Regions from separate parts of the Macaca mulatta genome. Here region 1 is linked to region 2. Evidence: chromatin contacts called from public Hi-C data. All regions are on one chromosome and are shown on one strand. Each heading gives the region's core, a stretch centred on a gene start, on an enhancer-like site or on the middle of the called end of the contact. The rest is flanking DNA. Distances are from core to core; before and after follow the strand shown.

Region 1 (2,700 bases), core at 84-2,583, 140 kb before region 2:
TTATAGTGTAAAGGGTTTCATCTTGAAAACTATATTTGGACTCTTGGAACCAATGTTAACCACTGGTAATGGCGTTCTTGGGGGAAAAATACAATTAGTGTAATTAGTAATTTTCTGTCTTTTTCTCTCTCCCCTTTTCGGTCTCCAAAATGTTTAAAATAATTCTCACATAGATTACTATGTGAAGATATTGTGAGACTCCAAATATGTACAAGACACGGATTTTTTTACCCTTTCAAGAGTAAATAAGGGTTACCAGTGAAAAGGAAATAGCCATATTATACCAGGACCATCCTTGGGGCAACCAAGGAATAACTGTAATTTTAATCAATTCTTGAGTTACTGTCCTTTGTCCCAGTCCCATAATCAACATGTCAAAGTCTTCTACCATGTACTTCACTTATTAAAAAGAAATGAGTTTCCATAAAGTCGACCATGCATCTTTTTTCTCTTTACCCCAGATCCTCTCTCTGCATCCATACAGTTTCCTCTCCCACTTGGCATCTCTTACTTTACTATTTCTTCTTGTTTACTTGACTATCCCAGCTCCCAACCTTTTCTGTCCTGGAATCCACTAGGCCTGGGTTATATTGTGTACATTTTACAAATGATATTCAATAAAAAGGCCCAGAAAACCATGCACTGAGTTTCTATATTTCATTTTTCTTAAATGCTCCAGCTACACCCAAGGCCTGACTGAGGGGCCGGGAGACTGGGCTTCCTGCCCAGGTGGCAGGGACGTGTAATTCTAAGACCGCAGGCAGCCCCTGCTGACGAGATACAGAGAAGTAACGACAGTTAATAGTAAATGGAACGAAGCTCCGGGAGGTGTAGCGAGCGTGTCCACGACAGCCAGTCACGGATCCTCCGGCCACCCACGCTTCCAGCCGAGACAGTCACGCTCCGCGGGGCCAAGATGGCGCCCTCCCCGCGGCAGCCTGGGCGCGAGAGGCGAGGCCGCGAGTGCCACGTGACCATCCTCGCCAGCCGCGCGTCCCCGGCTGCCCCAGGCGCGCACCAAGAGTCTAGCAGCCGCGCAGACGGTGCCACTGCCCCGCTGGGGGCGTCCTCCCTCTTCCCCGCCTGGCTGTCAAGCTCTGTTCTAGCGGCCGAGGGCCCGAAGGGGGATAGGAAAGGGGGCGCCCAGCCATGCAGAGGCAAAAAGGCGCTGCGGAACGGGGTCCCCGCTGCCGGTGCTGAGGCAGGAGGTCGGAGCCCCCAGTGAGGGGCTGGGAAGCAGGACCCAGCACGGGCGTCTTGTCGGGAGGCTGGGCGCGCAGGGCCAGGCTGCTGTGGGCACTCAGGGCTTTCCGCCCAAGCCATGGGCGCTGTCGGGCACTCGGGGGTCCCCTCGTGGCTCCGGCCACTCGGCGTGGGCATTTCGTTGGCTTCACATCGCCATCCAGCTTCGAAGCCAGCAGGACTGAAAAATAGCTTCGGCCAAACGTTCTCCTCCCGCTGAGGAGAGGGGCCCAGTGCGTCAGCCCGAGGGGACTGGAGAGGGATGCCCTAGCCCTCGGGGGGCGGAGGACCCGCGGTTGAAGGAGGCAGCGGGAGCGGAGAGCGCCCTCCTTGAGCATCGAATGCCTCCTTCTGTGTTTCCATTCCTGCCGAGTGGGCTGGGCCACGCTGACCACCCTGGAGGAGGGACGGACGACGCTCGGCGGGCTCTGACCGTGCTGCCTTCATGTGGCTGCTGACGGGGATCCAGGAGGGAGTGGGCATGGGGCGCAGCCGCTCCTCCCTCCCTCCCCGCCTCCTGGGCGCCGGGGTTGGCGATGTGGAGACGTGAGGGGACCCGTCGGCTGCCCCGGCTCCTCCAGGACTCCACCAGGCGCCCGCGCGTCCCTCCTCACCCGGAGGAGGAGAGGCTCCGCGCGGGGCTCCGAGGCGGGCGGCGCGCGGAGCCGGAGTCTCAGCCTCGCCATGGGACATAACGGGAGCTGGATCTCTCCAAACGCCAGCGAGCCGCACAACGCGTCCGGCGCCGAGGCTGCTGGCGTGAACCGCAGCGCGCTCGGGAAGTTCGGCGAGGCGCAGCTGTACCGCCAGTTCACCACCACCGTGCAGGTCGTCATCTTCATAGGCTCGCTGCTCGGTAAGCCTCCCGCGGGGTGCCTCCGGCCCGGGCCTCCCCGAGGGTACAGGCTCGGAGAGCCGGGAGCAGGGCCGCCCAGCCACCGTGGGTTTCGGGTGCCTGGCAAAGTGCAGAGTTGGAGGAGGCTTAAGGATCCCGGGTAGCTGCAGTGTAGTTAAGCGGGGACGGTGGACTCCAGCCTCCACGCGGGAGCAGAAGAGTTCCAACAGGGCTTCCTCGTGGCCCGAGGATGGAGCGGGATCCAGGCGGGGGTCCCCCTCCTCAGATGGCCCTCGCGGAACGCTCCTGGGTGCCCGGCTGGCTTCAGCTCTTGTTTACAAATAGCGAGGAATAAAGATCCTGTGGGAATTTGTTACTGATGATTGAAAGGAGTGTTACCCATTCTGTTAAAGATGTTTTGCCATCCCATCTTTCCATATATATATCGAAATAATAATATATACGATTATTTTGATAGACCCTTATTCTGTGCATGTTTTACGGCGTGCTTCTTCAGAACACCGACCTGCTGGTAAACAACCCTGTGAAGTTAAGCTGTATGTCGCCTGTAGATGATTTTAAAACAACAAAATAAAACCCACTCTACTTCCCCATCTATGTGT
Region 2 (2,700 bases), core at 93-2,592:
TTGACATTGGTGAATTTCTTCAGTAACATCCCTAGGTTGGCTGCTAAATTTTAATTCTCACAGGAGAATTAGGATACTTTCTCCTTTTTTCTTCATTTTGCAACTTTTTTTCTTTTGAGATTTGGAAAGCCACATAAATTCCCTGAGAAATGCTGGGAAGAAATCCCTGCACAGAAACACTAACAATGAGGACAGTGAGGCTGGAACCAGGTTTACCACGGGAAGCAGTAGGTAGGAGTGGAGGTCAGAGAGCCAACGGAAAGCCTTATCATTCAGAGATGATGTCTGCGTGGACCTGAATGGAAGCACTGAACTTCTGACGAGTGTTTGGATTCTGGATATATTCTGAATGCTGAGCTGATAGGACGAATTGACTGTAAAGTGTGAGAGGAAGAGGAATTGAGGACAACTCCAAGGTTTTTGGTTTAGGCATGACAGGATGAAATTACCATTTGCTGAGATGGATAGAGTGGGTGGGGACTCTGGAGAAGTTGTTTTTTCCTGTGTTAAGTTTGAGATGTTTACACATCTAAGTGGATATGTCAAATAGGCAGTTAGGTAAAGGAGTCTGGAGTTCAGGGAAGTCTGGGCTGGTGATAAGATGCAGGATTCAGGAGCATAGGGAAGACATTTACAGCCAGGTTTTTAATATCCAGCACTGGCCTAGACCGCAGCTGTGTTCTTTCGGCAACTCAACCTATGACTATTTGCTTCGCTGAAGAAAACCACATCTTATCTAGTTAAAACAATGAGGACAAAGGAGCCATGAATGCGAAAATGCTCTGTAAACGGTAACGTGCTGGGAAGCAGGAGAAATCTGATGGCACTGGAGGTGAGGAAAATCAGTTTGTGGACGTAGGGAAATAATTTTCGTGCACTGAGAATTAGAGGAACTGAGAAATGAAAGAAGGTGCAACAAGCAATTATAACTTTTTGGACTGTAGCCAAATCTGTGCAAAACGAATATTTTTAAAATTTCCATAGCACCCCAAATTTACTAGAGCTTCACATACATGGTCTTTTTGAGTTGCACAAGTCTTGTGAGAAGAGAATTATTATTGTTCCCATTTTGCGGAGGGGGAAACTGCTCGGAGAGAATAGCTGACCTGTAAGGCATCACAGCAACCTGAGGGACAGAGATACACAAGCATTCAGACGTCCCCATTCCGAATCCAACCTAAAGACGAACAAATCGCTCCCCACGCCCACGGTCGGCCGCGAAGACGGAGGGACACACCCAGGCCGCCCAGCTCGCGGACCTCCAGCAGCAGCCGGCCCCCGTCCCATTTCCGGATGGTACAGCCCTTTCCCCTATCGCGAGACCGCAAGCGTCGCGCATCTGGTTGCCAGAGAAACAGCGGTGCTACGGGCGGGAGGGCTTTGAACTGGCGGCTTCTTCCACCACCAGAGAGGCTGAGGTGGCGGGAGAGATCCCTCTTCTCTGTGGGGAAGTGGCTGGCTCGGCGAGTGTCGGCGGCGCGCTTCTGCGGCCGTCTGCGCTCTGACTGCCGGCGGCCAGTTCCTCGAGGAGGCCCGGCGAGAAGGTGAGGGGCCGCGCAGACGAGGGCGGAGCTCGGTCGCGGGGCGGTGCGCCGAGGAGTGGGCGGGGTGGAGGTGCATCGGGCCGCTTGGCTCGTAGATGGACTGTCAGTGAGAGCGGACATGGCCAATGAGAGGGCGGGGGCGGGCTTATTGGGGGCGGGGCCCCAAGGGCTTCTGCCTCCGCGGAGGCTGTTTCTCCAGGAATCACCTAACATTAGGACCTGTAACCAACCAAGGCTTCCACTTTCCCGAGATCTAGATCTTCCCACCAAGATCTATAACTGATCACCAGCCATTTAAACTAGACCCTAAACGGTAAAGGATGCAAATAGGCATTTCACAGGTAAAATAAAAAGATGCAAACAGCAAACAATTGATTAGAGACTCAACTTTTCTCGTGAAGAAATGTAAACCAAATTCACAGATACCTTTTACACCTCTCAGACTGGAGAAGATGAAACAACTTTGACATAATCAGATGGGCCCCAGTCCACTGTTGGGGAAGTAGTGTAATTTGGTGCAGCCTTTTTGGAGTACAATTTGGCGAACTACCAAAATTTGAAACATAATTGTTCTTTGACTCAGCAATTCTAATTTATTTTATGGATGTATTACCATAGCTAAAGAAATATTGGCACAAAGATATTAACTTACAATTGAGGTATAACTTATGGTAAGCCTCACCCATTTAATCTAAAGTTCTATGAGTTTTGACAAATGCATACAGTTATGTAATTACCAGCCACCACAATCAGAATATGGAAGTTTCGTCATGAACCCCAAATTCCCTAGTGCTCTTTGTAGTTAACCCCTCCCCTAACCCTATTGCTGGCAACCACTTAGTTTTTTGTTCCTGTAATTTTGCCCATTCCAGACTGTCATATTGATGGAAACAAACACCCTGTGGCCTTTTGAATCAGGTTTCTTTCAGCTTAGCATCATGCATCATGCTATTCACTCATGTTCTGTGTATCTGTTGTTTGTTCCTTTATGTTGCTAATAGTGAGAGATGAAGCCGGCTGGGCTTCTGGGTTGGTTGGGGACTTGGAGAACTTTTCTGTCTAGCTAAAGGATTGTAAACACACCAATCAGTGCTCTGTGTCTAGCTAAAGGATTGTAAATGCACCAATCAGCACTCTGTAAAAATGCACCAATCAG

The links. Hi-C and Micro-C count contacts between places; a contact is called where the count stands out from the background.
Region 1: a Hi-C map of fetal cortex germinal zone shows a contact between it and region 2, with 3 times the contacts expected there. The contact joins the promoter of GPR176 here to the promoter of FSIP1 in region 2. A contact is called at or near these places in 5 of 14 Hi-C or Micro-C datasets (blood, cortical neurons, fetal cortex germinal zone and 2 more).

Annotation. Positions count from the first base shown.
Region 1 is chr7:17,232,089-17,234,788 of T2T-MMU8v2.0, reverse strand. It overlaps GPR176 (G protein-coupled receptor 176), which reads left to right and starts at 1,333. Exons shown (of 3, transcript NM_001266154.1): 1 at 1,333-2,098. The coding sequence starts at 1,927.
Region 2 is chr7:17,093,545-17,096,244 of T2T-MMU8v2.0, reverse strand. It overlaps FSIP1 (fibrous sheath interacting protein 1), which reads left to right and starts at 1,342. Exons shown (of 12, transcript XM_001092473.5): 1 at 1,342-1,544.